2 separate regions of the Mus musculus genome follow, and region 1 is linked to region 2. The links are chromatin contacts, called in public Hi-C maps. All regions are on one chromosome and are shown on one strand. Each heading gives the region's core, a stretch centred on a gene start, on an enhancer-like site or on the middle of the called end of the contact. The rest is flanking DNA. Distances are from core to core; before and after follow the strand shown.

Evidence for each region. Hi-C and Micro-C count contacts between places; a contact is called where the count stands out from the background.
Region 1: a contact with region 2 is called in a Hi-C map of CD4 T cells, with 6 times the contacts expected there. The contact joins the promoter of Wdpcp here to the promoter of Etaa1os in region 2. A contact is called at or near these places in 1 of 39 promoter capture datasets (pre-B cells) and 1 of 484 Hi-C or Micro-C datasets (CD4 T cells).

The regions. Positions count from the first base shown.
Region 1 is chr11:21,570,495-21,573,557 of GRCm38.p6, forward strand. It overlaps Wdpcp (WD repeat containing planar cell polarity effector), which reads left to right and starts at 1,787. Exons shown (of 18, transcript NM_145425.3): 1 at 1,787-1,876. It overlaps Mdh1 (malate dehydrogenase 1, NAD (soluble)), which reads right to left and starts at 1,440. Exons shown (of 9, transcript NM_008618.3): 1 at 1,236-1,440. The coding sequence starts at 1,238.
Region 2 is chr11:17,952,577-17,955,485 of GRCm38.p6, forward strand. Etaa1os (Ewing tumor-associated antigen 1, opposite strand) reads left to right here and starts at 1,394. Exons shown (of 3, transcript NR_131915.1): 1 at 1,394-1,509. Etaa1 (Ewing tumor-associated antigen 1) reads right to left here and starts at 1,299. Exons shown (of 6, transcript NM_026576.4): 1 at 987-1,299; 2 at 2-127. The coding sequence starts at 1,218.

The DNA.
Region 1 (3,063 bases), core at 537-3,036, 3.6 Mb after region 2:
CTATCAGATGTTACATGCTGATTCTGTGGACTTATTTCCTAAAGGGGATTATGAAGTGATTTGCCAAACACATAATACAATCCTGGTAAATGGGAAGAACAAGAGACCCTAGGTGCAAGCCTTATGACCTTGAGCAACTCGCATTCTGAGTCTCAACAAATTAAATTTTAGTATTTAAAGTGGGGTTTTGGATAAGATGATTGTAAAAAGGTTTTCATATAGGCCTAACAGCCTAAAGTCTGAAGTTCTTGGATAACTAGTGCCACTTTATTACTAAAATTATTAAGACAGAGACTGCTTAAGCCATAATTTAAATAACTACTTATGTGTCAAAATAACTAGGCAACAATGACTGGAAATTAGTAATTATTCCCTTAGGGTTTCTTATAGAGATTGAGGGAGTTTTTGTCCTTGTTTGAAAACATGTCTCCTTGGGTTCTGTGAAATTTCCAATTCATCCAAAAATTTTCAATTCATCTCACATTTCCCATCTTGATATTAAAGGACAACACGTATTTTTAAAATGTAAATTTCAAAGTACTTAGCAATTTCCAGTCTGGTGGCAAATGTCACCTTCAAACAGCATGAAGATTAGTCCTACGTCAGAGCTCTCTTTCACGTCACCCCCCTCCGCCCGCTGAGGACAAGATAGATCTAGAGCTTCAACAAGATGGTTACGTTACATCTGCAAGGAGGCCTTCAGAATTTATGACAGAGTAGTAAAGAATATCGGCACTGTTTGACTAGCGATGCTAGTCCTGTCATTACAAACGGAGATCAAGAATAGGTTTTCAGTAACATTTGTTTTCTTTTAAATCAAATATGGTGGAAACATGTCTCCTGAAAACTGGGATCATAACCTGGAGCACTACCGGTAAATCAACATCAGAGGCCTATTCTTTCCAAGAGCTTAAGAGGCAAAATAGTGTTAGGACCTAATTCTTCCCCTCCCATAATTCTCATCCCCCACAACAAATCCTTTAAGGTCCTTCGGAGAAAATTTTGTCCCTCCTGCGCAAGGACTGAGACCCGACTTTCCAAGGACAGTGATTTCTCTAGAGTCCTTGCGAACCCCTTTCCAGTATCTGGGTTACTGCGACAGTCGTGAGAATGAGTCAGATTTTGCAAACCGCGCGGAGGACAGCTCCCGGCATTACTGCTTTTTAAAAGCGCATCAAGCGCAGGAGGAGGCCGAGAGGCCGGAGCTGCTGCAGGTTCCAGGAGCCCACACTCACCATTATTGCAAACTGCAAGGCCGATCTCTGCACCTGCAAAAGGCAGTCTCCAGCAGTCAGGTCACCTCTACAGCGGAACAGACTCTGGGAGAGAACGCGGGGCTGGCCCGCAAAGGTTCGGCTGGAGACACGGCCCTTTCTGGGAAGTGTAGTTCTTCCGGCGACCTCTGGCGCCCACCTTCGTGCATTCCTGACAGTGCTAAACTACAATTCCCCCAAACCCCTTCTTCCTACGCGCCTCGCTGCAAAGTAGTCCCGGGGCTGAGCCTCGGTGATTGGAGCGCGTCTGTGAGCAGAGGGTTGGTGCTTTGAGTGAGGCGCCTGCCTGATGGCGCTCAGCAATTGGCAGGAGAGGAGGCGTTAACTCGAGGGAGGAGAAACGACCCCTGAGCGACAGCACACGTCGCTCCACCGAGAATCTATCCTCCCCCAAGACTAAACAAGGGCGGCTAAGAGACCTTCCGTTGCTTAAAGCCCGCTCGACCCGGAAACAAAACCTTTTAAAAACTCTCTCAGAGGCGGGAGGAATTGACGCTTGCGGAAGAACGGGCAGCTTCACCGTTGCTAGGCGACGAGGCAGCCTCACCTGAGCGCTCTCCAGACCAAGAGCTTGTGGAGCTGTGTTCTCACGTCCCAGGCTGGTGAGCTCGGCCCCGAGGGTTTTTATCTGGGGGTCAGAACAGGGTGCGGCACTGATGCGCGTATCCTGAATCCGAAGCCGGTGGTTGTGGGCGACCTCCGGAGTCCCCTGTTAGTGTCAGGAGCGTGTGGATGCCACAGTTTTCAGGAGGGACGAAGAGTGTCTTGCAGTTTGAGTCAGTGTAACTTTTCCAAAGTAAAGTCAGAAAGTTTTGTTTGTGGAGTGAGCCCCTTCCTTGTGTTTACTTGTGGTGTACCGATCTAATTTTCTTTGCCGACTGTGAATATTGACACTTTTTGCTCATTCTCTTTTTGGAAACCTGTTACTTCCAGGGGAAGTTGGGAGACACTGATTGTTTCAGGCGAAATGTTAGCAGCTAAAACATCTCAAGAGGCTTTCATTTAAAATGAAAGTTGTTAAGGGAAATCTGTATTCTCCGTTTGTTGTACGGATATTCGAAAACATGTGCCTTGGAACAGACCAATGAATATGCTCTTGGTCTAACGTCAGAATTTTCTGTCACTATTAAATGGATGGTGGATGGCTTCAGTTTTGTTTTTGGAAGATTTAGTATTTGGAGAGAGAAATATGATGCCTTAGTCAGGGCTTCTATTTCTGCGATGAAACACCATGACCAAAAGCAGGTTAGGGGAAAGGATTTATTTGGCCTACTCTTCCACATTTTGGCCCATCATTCGAGGAACTCAGAATAAGTAGGAATATGGAGGGCATGAGCTGTTGCAGAGACCATGGAGGAGTGCTGCTTATTGGTTTGTTCCTCATGGCTTGCTAAGTCTGCTTCTTTATAGAACCCAGGACCACCAGCCCAGAGATGGCAGCACCCATAAAGGACTGGGCTCTTCCCCATCAATCTGTAATTAAGAAAATGCCCTATGGGCTTGTCTACAGCCCGATCTTTATGGTGGAAGCATTTTTCTTTTCAATTGAGAATTCCTCTTAACTTAAGACTGACTGTAGCTTGTGTCTGGTTGACATAAAACTAGCCACTTCTGGGTCCAATAGCATTTAGGTTTCAATAGACTGTAGGGTACTTGAATGACTCCTAGAATCACTTTATTCATTTGATGCCTTAATTTTGTTCTTGAGCACTGATCTTTTTATAATGGAATGCTTCCTGTGTCTCTGTCCACATTTAGTTCATTTGTGGGTTGCATTTCTAAATGTTAC
Region 2 (2,909 bases), core at 144-2,643:
CCTAACTGCTTTGTCATTGGAGAATTTTGATCCCAGAAGATATCAGTTTGTCCATCTGGATCATTTGGAGAACTGAAGGTACAGGATAATAAATCCATTTTCACGATTTGTACTGGCGTCTCCTTTCCTGCATAAGATGACAATCATTGCTTCTAAGTGTTACGTTACTTCATAAAAGCTAAAGTCAAACAATTAATTTTCATGTCCAATACAAAGCTTGTCTCCTAAAGACAGTTACTTTAACCACAATAGAAATGTTTCAATGAAAATAATATCTTAATACTTCATAAGTTTAGCACTGTAGTTAGGAAGTGTTCTTTGAAAATTCCATAGGCCCAGGAATGATACCATCTGATCACTGAATTACTATCACCAGGCTTTAGGTACCTCCATGACGTCAGCAGATGTACAGGAAATGCATCCAAACAGAAAGCCAAGCTAAACTCTCACAAGGCCCCTCCTGTAAACTCGACCCAATTTTTTTTTTACTCCATACACCCCAAAACCAATAGTGATTTGTTTCTAGGGAAGCTCTGTCTAGAATCACTTGAAGGTTTACAATGTTATTTTTCTTTCCCAGCCTCGTTTTATTCATAGCAGAAACAAGCAAGGTAACAGACATTGTATTTTACGGACACACCCTAGGATAGAGGTTATGAGTTTGGTCCTTATTGGGATAGATATCTCTTAACTCCAAGTTTACAGAAATGAACGCGCCATCGGTTTGCTGGGCTAACCGGATGTTACACCTAGCAAGTTCCGGGAGCACACTACGGTTTCTGAGGTGGCCCTTTTTGCAAAACAAAACAGCGAGGAAAACAACAACAACCAGCGTAGGTGCCCAGTTTCCGGAACACAGTCCACGGCACAGGCCCCGCCCACAACCAGACGTTCAGAAAAGGCCCGGTTTACCGGACTCGGCTCTGCAGCCCCAGGCCTCCCGCCCGGTCTGCACCGCCAGGCTCCGCTCCCCGCCCTCTCCTCACCCCGGGGACTGCGCCCGCCGTCAGCCGCTGCCTGCCGCTGCGCCCGCCGCGCAGACCGCGTTCCCGCCCGGCGGAGCTGGGAGCTGCAGGCCGCCCTGGACTCCCGCAGCCACGGCTCTGCCGCCGGGCGGCAGTTCTTAGCAGCCGCCCTGTGCGGCGTGCTCCTCCGGGCAGGGCTGTCCGCATGCTTCCTTCGCCGACTCATTCCCGTGCCACCGTCCTTCAGCTGCATTCACATTTTGCTACAGCGGAGCAGGGCAACTGCTCGACAGAGAGCCCGCGCGCCACCGTGCAGCGCCATCTTTGCAAGTCGGGCGCGCAAAATACGCTGCTTCTAATTGGCTGCCTCCGTCTAGGGGCGGGTTACTACGCATGGTGCGGATTGGCTGCGTCAGTGTGAGGGGCGGGGTTAGAAGGCTGCGGCCAGGGCTGAGGAAACAGGAGTTTTCTGAGGTCTACCATCAGACTCGTCCAACTTAGCAGGAACTGCAGGACCCTTTTCTGGATCTGTGACAGGAACTTGGTATGTGAGACAGTAAAGAGTTCATATACAATGACAGATTCTTATTGAATTTAAAATTTAATTGATTATTTCTAAGATTCAAATGATGGTGTGTTATTCGATAATATGAGAAAATAAAGACTATAGTTTAGGAGGTAATAAACGCAATAGTTCATAGATGTTCTGTTATGTGCGTAGCTCCAAAATGTAGGAAAACGTATTAATTTAATAAACTAACAGTCGCTGGAAACTGTACATGCAAAACAGAGCTGTCATCTTAGTAGGAATAAAATAGTGTTTATTTTGAATCAAGTAATAATTTCCATGGCCAGGGAGCATTGATTCAGGTTGGCCTAAAAACATGTTTCAATATAAAAGCAATCGCACAGACTTTAACAGTCACAGAACAAAAAACAAAGCATTTGCCAGGCGCTTTGTTGGGGACAACAGGTAGTAGGTGGGTTACAGCAAAGCAGGAGATGATTCGTCCATAGGCTTTAGGTAAGGATATAATTTATGAGACCCATCCTTTCGTTGATGGAAGTTAGTGATCTGGTAACAGTGCATTCCAAAGTTTTTACCTGCTAGCCTTCAGGATGCCAATCCTGACAGCTGGGTCCTTAATGGCTACTTAGGGCACTAAAGATAGCCATAAAGATTATTTGGTTTTATATCTGTAACACTCCAGTTTCCTTATCATGAAGTGTGTCTGTCTTTTTGTTTTTCAGACAGTGTCTTATGTGTGCCCTGCCTCCTTATTTAATGCAGTCTCGCTGTGAACTCCTGGTCTTCCTGTCTCAAGCTTGTCAGTGCTAGGACCACAGGTCTAGGTCCTGAACAGAATCATCAGCGTAGTTGTGCCTTCTTCCATGCCCCAAATAAAGTGAAACTCGGAGGTTAATTGTGCTTTAATAGATTAGTAATAAACCAAATTCTAAGTTTTTAAAGAATATGATTTGCGATAAATAGTAAAACAAAAGAGTGCCAACTCTACAGAGAGAACTATAAAACACCTTAGAAATAAATTGAAGGCCAAAATAAAAAGGGCTATGCTGTGTTTGTGGTCTGTGTCACTCACTACTGTTAAAGAGTCAATTCTTCCCAAACTGGTGTATAGTCAGTGCTGATGCCCTTAGTCTCAGAGCGGGAGGCACATGCCTGTGCAAAGGGAGGATACCTTTACTCTAAGACATGGAATGAAAAAGGAAAAAGAGACAAGAAATTTCTTGATCTCTTGAAGCATAATGAAGCTGAATCTCACCCAAATGTCAGGAGAGTGGTTAAGACTTACAACAATGTTCTAGCGGTGAAGGGACAGACAAATAAATGGATGGGACAGATAAAGTGCTTAGGTGGAAGCACTGACTTACACCTAAGTACAGGCTTTGTATAATACAAATAAAAGCCATTTAAATAATGAG